Regions from separate parts of the Sus scrofa genome. Here all the other regions are linked to region 1. The links are chromatin contacts, called in public Hi-C maps. All regions are on one chromosome and are shown on one strand. The core of a region is the stretch at or near the end of the contact, and the rest is flanking DNA. Distances in the headings are between cores, read along the strand shown.

The links. A called contact is a pair of places that touch in the nucleus more often than the background predicts.
Region 2: a Hi-C map of liver shows a contact between it and region 1, with 6 times the contacts expected there. The contact joins two enhancer-like sites. A contact is called at or near these places in 1 of 5 promoter capture datasets (liver) and 1 of 47 Hi-C or Micro-C datasets (liver).
Region 3: a contact with region 1 is called in a Hi-C map of liver, with 1.9 times the contacts expected there. The contact joins two enhancer-like sites. A contact is called at or near these places in 1 of 47 Hi-C or Micro-C datasets (liver) and 1 of 2 datasets of contacts at active chromatin or transcription factors (skeletal muscle).

The regions. Positions count from the first base shown.
Region 1 is chr14:1,435,725-1,438,424 of Sscrofa11.1, reverse strand. No RefSeq gene overlaps it. Among named protein-coding and RNA genes, the nearest start is that of GADD45G, 270 kb to the right of the region's middle. Within about 2 kb of position 1,419, at least 12 of the 83 cell types and tissues checked have an H3K27ac peak or open chromatin away from gene starts, as enhancers often do. A contact at or near this core is called in liver, where this site is marked.
Region 2 is chr14:1,601,894-1,604,740 of Sscrofa11.1, reverse strand. No RefSeq gene overlaps it. Among named protein-coding and RNA genes, the nearest start is that of DIRAS2, 370 kb to the left of the region's middle. Within about 2 kb of position 1,445, at least 8 of the 83 cell types and tissues checked have an H3K27ac peak or open chromatin away from gene starts, as enhancers often do. A contact at or near this core is called in liver, where this site is marked.
Region 3 is chr14:1,228,207-1,231,008 of Sscrofa11.1, reverse strand. No RefSeq gene overlaps it. Among named protein-coding and RNA genes, the nearest start is that of GADD45G, 64 kb to the right of the region's middle. Within about 2 kb of position 1,393, at least 2 of the 83 cell types and tissues checked have an H3K27ac peak or open chromatin away from gene starts, as enhancers often do. A contact at or near this core is called in liver, where this site is marked.

The sequences.
Region 1 (2,700 bases), core at 170-2,669:
CACGACAGACAGGAAGTCTTTTAGGGCTGCATCTGGAACATATGGAAGTTCCCAGGCTTGGGGTCTAATCAGCCGCCGGCTCACGCCACAGCCACGGCAGCACCAGATCCACACCACAGCTCACAGCAACACCAGATCCTTAACCCACTGAACGGTGCCAGGAATTGAACCCTCATCCTCATGGATACTAGTCGGGTTCTTAACCTGCTGAGCCACAACATTAACCTGCTGAGCCACGACAAGAACTCCTGAACTGGGGTTCTTAAATAAAAATCTGAGTCTCTCGGAGGTAAGAGAACTTTGCAGGCAGCACGACTCTTGGGGCTGCTGGCTGCTTCTTAATAGAAAAAGACAAAAGAAATTCAAGAGTAGGGTTCAGAAAAAGATCTGCGTGGAAACCCCTCAGGAGTTTTTCTCTACATTTGCAGAACATAGAAGAGGGAAGGGTTTCCATTAGAAGCAGGATCCCCAGCACAGGGAAGGACCCCCTGGTCCCATGGGTATTCTCCCTGGACAGGTGCAGAGCTGGGCAAAGCCTTGGGGACTCTGCAAGCGGCAGCCTCCTGGGTTCCCCAGGGCTGGGACCTGGCCTGGCTGTGTCCCTCTAGACACAGATGGCTCCCGGAGGCCCCTGTTTGCAATGTAAACCCAAGGAAGCCTGGGATTGACGGAGGTCATGTTCAAGTCCTGGCAGAAAGTTGGCAGCCAGAAGTGAGAGTGCAGGGCCCTGGGAACTCAGACTCCAGGGTTTATACAGCAAATGGGACAACGTGCCCAAACATCGCTGTCTGGTGTAGCCTTATCATTAGAGAATTCAGCCACTCCAAAGACCCACCCCTGGGCTGCCTCACTCTGGGGAGGAGACACTTTCACTCCTGGCTCCACTTTCTCCCCACACTGAGGATGAGAGCGGCGGCCCCATGTGCCCGTTCTCACTAGGTCTGTGTGGAGTTGGATGACTCGAGGTGTGGCTTTCCTACCTGGCCTCACTGCCCGGATCCCTCTGCCAGCGGCTTCCCGGAGGGGAGGGGGTGGGGGACGGGAGGAGAGTGTTCCGGGAAAGCCCTCGGCAGGAGGCAGGACTGGTGGGAAGCTGTGGACCTTGCACTGCACGTGGCCTCCGTCCCTCAGCAGCTTCCTGAGAGAAGGATGGGTGTCAGGGGCTGCAGACGATGCACCAGTGGGAGAAGCAGTCACTCTCCAGCTGCCCTGCTGTTTACACAGGAGTGGGAGAAGGAAGGAAAGCAGTGCCAGGCCGGAAATGCCAAGTTCCAGAAAACGGGGGTGTCAGCAGGCGACCGCAGGGAGCCCGGCGGAGGCAAAGCAAACCCAAGCTGCCCGCGTGCCAAGGCAAACTCAGGTGGTTCTTCTGAACTGGCACCTCCGGGTCAGCGTTCAGGCCAGTGAATTCTGCAGGACGTATTCCCAGAGGTCTGGAGAGCTTTCAGGCCGGACTTGGCACTGCCAAGCCGATGCATCAGGATGGGGACATGGGGCCTCTTGAGCCCTCACAGGATTAATGCCACAAGGTCCCAGAGAACACCCCACCACCCCGGCCAGGCATTCACTCAATTTACCACCTCCAGGCACCTCTAAGCAGCAGGGTCCGCACTGAGAGGTATTTCTGCCCATTTCACAAACCAAAACCCAGCTCAGAGTGGTCCAGGCAAAGCTCAGGGGCACACAGCCAAAGGGCTCGCAACCAGCACCTTTGGTGGCTCTGCCCCAAGGAGCTACATTTGGCTGATGCTGGGGTCAAGACAGATCCCCAGAGAGCACACCAGGAGGCCCACTGGTCCCTGTGAGAACACACTACTATGAGATAAGAAACGTTAACCCATTTTACAGATTGGAAAACTGAGGTTTAATGGAATTAAGTGACATGCCATCATCACCCAGAAAAGGACAGAGAGGAGACTGGACCTCAGGCATCTCAAGAACCACAGTCCACACTCTGCTCTCCCAGAAGACAAAGAGGTGGCCTGTAGCTGCTGGCAGACCTGGCATTTTCCCAGCAGATTCTGACACCCTTGGGTACAGACCAGTGGCTCTCAAAGCCTGGACCCCAGACCTCCAGCATCAATCTTCGTATGAATCCTAGGCTCTACCCCAAGTCTACTCAGTCTGAGACTCTGGGTTGGGGTCCATTGTCCTCCTCAGGGCCTGCGTGCCTGAGGGGTCCACACAAGTGGGATACGAAAGAGAGAACGGAGACCTGGCCCACACCAGACCTGGCCTGGGACTGGGCTCCAGTGCCACCTCCCCTGGGCCTTGGAGGGAACGGACGCTGACACGTGGCCCCAGCCAGGAATATTTGATCATCCATCTCAACTCTGTAGAGTCCACAGGGTGGAGGGGAAGGCAGACAATTCCAGGGAGGGGACCTTTCCAATTAGGCGGTGAAGTCAGTGTGAACTTCAAACATGTTAAAAATAGGCTTCTAAAAATAGCCCTGCGGAAACAGGAGGTGTGGCGGGAAAGTTCCTGGCCAGGCTGGGCAGGGTGGTTCCCACACAGCCTTCAAGCCAGAGGGGGAAGCTGCGTCTGACCCCCCAACGGGCTTCCAGACGGAGAGAGGCAAGAAATCCGGGTGGACTGGGGAGGGTGCTGGGATCCGGTAAGAGCTCAGGGATTTGGGTTGTGAGCCTGCCTCATTTGTGGGACCACGGGGTTCCCTGATTGATGGGCCTTTAAATTCCA
Region 2 (2,847 bases), core at 196-2,695, 170 kb before region 1:
ACCACAATAAAGCAGAGGCAGCTCAGGCTCAGGTCCACAAGCTGGTAGTTGCATATCAAGTGCCCTAAAAGACCATTCAGGTCTTTTACTCACGACAAAAAGAAAGGTAATATTTTTGACCTTTGAGAGTAAACCTATTGTTTGCATAAGGGAAAGTTGTTAATTAATTGAGCACTGTTTCTGTGGCTCCCCAGAGGAGTGACTGTGTCATCTCATCTTTTCTTACCAGAGCCATGTTCAATTATTGCCATGGTTTTATTCAAAATTTAATTACGAAGAAATTGAGGCACAAAGGATTGAAGTAAAGCACTTATAGCTGCACAGCTGCTGGTATCAGGGAGCTGGAAGCAAAATAACAGTAGGCATTTACTGTCATGGCAAACACATAATATTTTAAGAGGATCTGAAAGTCTCTTTTTTTAATCTGGCATCAAAATCTTTACCTACTGTTTTCATGGTCTTAAAGCACCTCCTCAATTAGCCAGTGACTCATTTTTCCTGCAGAATTTATAAATAGCACTGATAATTTTTACCAGGATGAAATATAGAACAGAACAGATAATCTCTATAAACATGGAGATTAACATTTTTTTTTTATCTTTATGGCAGGATCTGGATCAAAAGTTTTTCTGATTTCAGGGTCCTGCATGTCAGAGATGAGCTGGGAAAGAATACAAAGGAGAGTCAGTGGGAGTTTGTACAAGATGGTGGGAGAGATAGGGGCGTTTATGGGCGGGAACGGAGCATCTGTTTATTTATTTACCGTCTGTAGCCTTAAACCTTACAGATGGAGATATGAACTAAGCCACAAAAGGTCAGGTTAGGGGGAGCTGAGCAAAAGTATGCCAAGCAACTCAGGGCACCTGCCTGTCTGGGCTGAGAGTCCCCTATCAGCCTGGCAAACACCAGCGAGTTTTCTCTATGAGGATCCATGCGGGAGAGGGCACAGAAGCTGGCATCTTCTTCATCAAGATAAGTCTCGTACTGAAGCTTCTTCTAGGTAAGCAGCTCAGCAGGCTAGTCAAGACCAGGCAATCCTCTTTGTTCCTCTCTGTGGTGCAAGGGACCTTTCACCTGGGTAGAAGGCGTGCATTCTATGTGAATCCTTGCCCAAGATCAGCCTGCAGTGACACACAGGCGAATACATCCAAAGGTGTCCAGTGATCCACGCCCTCTGAGCATGGGATTCAGCAACTAATGACACCAGCTTAAACCCAGAGCACCAAACACTGAGAGAAAACAGAAGACAAAATGTCCTTTCATAAGGAAATATGAATCAAAGGGCCTGTTTTTAAGAAGAGCTATGTTTGGGTTAGGGTTAGGGTTCGAGTTAGAGCCTCAGGACTGAGGTTGCTGAAGCCAGGTTTATCCAACTGAAACCCAGGTCTTCTGGTTGCCCTTCTGGAGCCTCTGCATTTGCACAGCCCTCAGCTGCCCAGTGTCTTCCTCCAGGGCCATCTGCTAGGGCCTCCCTGCAGTGACATCTACAGGGAAAGATATAACGAGTTATATTAATCCAGAGTATATACTTTGGAATAAAAATGGATGACTCTGGATATAGATTTTTTTTTTTTTTAATATCAGCCAACAAGTAGCTCTTCAAGATCATTGGCTTCAACCTTTTCTGGCTCCCTGCCTTTGCAATGCTCTCATTCTCCAAGCTGTCCCCAGCCCCCACCCGCCTCACTCCCTGTCCAGCCCTGGCAGGCAGCCCCAGTCCTTCCCAGAGCCGGCTCCTGCTATTCCCCCAGTGGCTCCAGCCGAACCACAGTCCGTGGCATTGCCTGATGCTTTTTGCCAGCAAGCCCATAATAAGAACCCTCTCAAACCGCTGCAAGACCTTATGTTTTCCAGAACCCAGAGGCGTTTTCTGTTGCATAACCCAGTTGATTCTTGCTATATCTCCTCCCAGCTTGTGGATCAGCTCCTGCTTGGTTTAATGTGTCTGAGTAAGAGCTTCATTCCCAGGTGCCTGTTATCAGATTCTCCAATTTTAGCCCTGCATTTTCTGGGTCATCTGGATAATGGACCTCATTTACTGGTTGATCATTACCGCTTTGTTTTTGAGTCTATACTTAGCTTCCTAGGGCTGTCAGAACAAAGTATCACAAACCGGGTGGCATAAAACAACAGAAATTTATCGTCGCACAGTTCTGGGGGCCAGAAGTCTCGAATAAGGCTGTCATTGGGGTTATGTATCCTCTGGAGACTCTAGGGAAAAATCCTTCCTGCCTCTCCCAGCTTCCAGTGTGCTCAGCTTCTCTTTGGTTTGTGACTGCTTCCCTTCAATCCTTCCTGTCTTTACAGGACCATCATTTTCCTAGGTGTCTCTTTTCAAATGATGTATATATGTCTGCATATAGGTATACATGGGTACATGTATGCGTGTACATGTGTGTATGTACGTGCACATGTCTCTCTGTATAGTCTGTGTGCCTGTGTGTATACATCTGTGTGTGTATGTATGTATGTATGAATATGTGCATATGTATGTGTCTGTGTGTCTATGCATGTGTGTGTGTGTGTGTGTGTGTGCTTGTGCATGTATGCATGTGTGCCCGTGCAGGTGTGTCTTTGGTTACAACCCTAAGTAAGGGAAGAAGGGGAAGGACAAGGACAAAGGAAAGGTGAGCCACAAGACAGCACCCCCTGCAGCCCGCCTAGGGTAAGGCATGCCCAGCTCCAGACCACCCGAACTTGTCGCAAAGCAAAATAATGGGATAAATTGAAATGGGACTTGGAGAACCTGAGGCCTGGTCTGAAAGGAGGAGACTGAGATGCAGAATTCAAGTCTTGTGCCTGAGGGGTTAAGGACTTTAGGAACCACAGGGCGCCTTAGAGAACTGG
Region 3 (2,802 bases), core at 144-2,643, 210 kb after region 1:
CGAACCTGCCTCCTCATGGATACTAGTCAGATTCATTTCCACTGAGCCATGACAGGAACGCCTCAGAATTATTTTTCAAGTTCTCTTTTTAATCTCCAGCTAGAAAAAGAAGCCATGATAAAGAGTTTCTAGACCTTTGAAGCCAGCCACTGAATCTTTCGAGTAGGGAACTCCCCTCTCAGAATTTCTCCTGTCCTCACAAGGGAGTCACAGACCCAGAGCTTTTCCCTCAAAGGCAGCCCCTGAGATGACCATCCAACCCCAGGCGCCTCTCCAGAGTGGGTTAAATGTTCTACAAGTGGGGCTTAAGATGTGCCTAAGTGTGTGCAAAAATACCACCTCGAACTATGTTTGTTTAAATGAACTTATCTCTCGGCTCCTTCTGTCTGGGGGTGCAGGAAACTCAATCTCAGACTCACGGGACCATACCTCAAGACCTGGGTGGCCCCTCCAGCCAGGACCATGGGCTGTCCCCCGCCATGTCAGACTCCATGCAACACCCTCAGGGTGCAGGTCCGGCCAGCCCCTGCGGGGCCAGCATCCCTGGTGACGTCACACAGCCCTCACCCCACCAGCCCTGCATAGAAGGTGGCTTGTCCCTCGAGGATGTCCTGTCACGAAAAGCAGCTGCAACCAGAGCCCAAGAGGTTCAGCCAGGGCCGCAGTGCTCTGCTAAAGAAGGGAAAGTAGTCTGAAGCCCCCACAGGGGGGACAAGCACAGCATGACACTGTGACAGGGGAACCACTCCATCCCTAACCCCAGACACTGACAGCTCCCTCACAGACTTATTCTAAAACCTGGCACTTCAGTGGGCAGTGTTTTGCTAAGTGAATCAGGCACAGGGTCACCTCTGATCCACACCCTTCCCTGTCCCCGCTGTCCTCTCAGGCACCCCATCACCACCCCGCCTCCAGACTGTCAAAGGGCTGAACCACCTGCCCTCTGGCCCCAGGCTCTCCGTGCTCTTCTTCCCTGAGAACAGCCACATAGTGTCCCCAGGTCCCCCTCACCCCCCACCTGAGGCGCCTGCCCCCTCCAGGTCCCCTCCCACCAGCTACTGAGCATTTCAGGTGCTATTGAGAGATGGGGTGACAAAGAGGAGGGGGCTGTCGGCCTGGGAGCTGAGAGCTCAGCTCAGGCCTCCCCACCCCCAACCCTTCCCGCCCAAGGGCAAGGGGCCATCTGCTGCCGCAGCCATGGGGCAGCAGATGGGCCACTTTAAGCAGGAGTGGGCCCCGAGGAAGGGGCTAATCTAGGGTGACTTTTGACCCCACTACCATCCTAAGGCACAGAGGAAGTGCACGCACGCACGTGCATGCACACACACACTCACAGACACGCACAGACTGCGTGCTGGCAAAACCCAGGTCTGACTTTCAAGTCTAGTTGTGTCACCGGGGTCTGTTTATTTTTGCAGATCTGTAATTCCTTATCAGTCACTCAAAATCCAACAGGCTCTGAGAACTGCAAGTTTTTTCATTTGCAAGCAAAGTTCAACCTCAGCAAATGGATGTGAGGCTTGACTTACCCCACTTAGTTTCACTACAAAATGTAATGCATTTTGCTCTTGTGGTGCAGAGAATGGACCCAGTGCCCAGGAAGGCAGGGGTCGCAGTGCAGCCTCGTTTCCTGGCCACTGGCTGGGTGTGCTTGGCCCTACTTGAGCAAGGGGGTGCTGAAAACTGGGACTCAGGAACATGTCACATCATATTTGCTCCAACCTGTATTTCATGGACGCTCTTTTTTTCTTTTTAGGGCTGCACCCATGGCATATGGAGGTTCCCAGGCTAGGGGTCAAATCAGAGCTGTAGCTGCCGACCAGCGCCAGAGCCACAGCCACACAAGATCTGAGCCACATCTGCCACCTGCATCACATCCCATGGGAACACCGAATCTTTAACCCACTGTGTGGGGCCAGGGTTCAAAGCCTTGTCCTCGAGGATACTAGTCGGGTTCATTACCACTGAGCCACAACGGGAACTCTTGCTCCAACCTGTCTTTCAAACTGAGCAGGGGATGTGGCCATAGGCTGGAGGGAAGACCCAAGAAGACAAGGATGGAGGCTCCCAAAGCCTTGGGGCCAGAGCTGGGTCTAGGGACTCCTGCTGACTCATTGCCTGGCTGCCAAGGGCCCCCGGGGGCCTGCCTTCCTCACCCCAGCCCTCTGATGACCTTCCAGATACGCACGCGCGCGCACACACACGCACACACACACAATCACGCACGCCAACACAGGTGCACGCTCCCACCCATACACCCACAGGAATTCCATGCGTGTGCACACATGCACACACACACAGATGCACAGACCCCCTTCATACCAGGTTTCCCCAGGACAACTGTCTGTTGGACCCCACGGTGCTCGACTCAGAATCCTCCAGAACAGGGACACATCTGGACTATAATGAACAGGCCTGTTTCTTCACCATTGTTCACCAAACCTGCCAGAACGTACACACCAAAGCCAGGGTCTCCGGAGAGGGCCCTGCTTTCTTCCAGGGTTTTATTCCAAACAGTGTTGGAACCTCTCCTGGAATGCTTCTCAAAGCCAGTTGTGGAGTCGACAAAGAAACCGGGTCCGCTCATATCTGCCACGAGGAAACAGTCCCCCACGCCGGGTGGTTGTTGAAGACCAGCCTACTGCTTCTGGAGCATAAGGCCCTCACCTCTAAGAGAGAGGGCCCCGGACAGGCAGGAAGTGCTCCGGGAATCTGCATGATTTCCTTCTGAAGCCCTAGGGAGGCCCCGAGGGCCCATTTCTCACTTCTCCTCCCACCATCTTGCCACCCTGTGTCAGCACG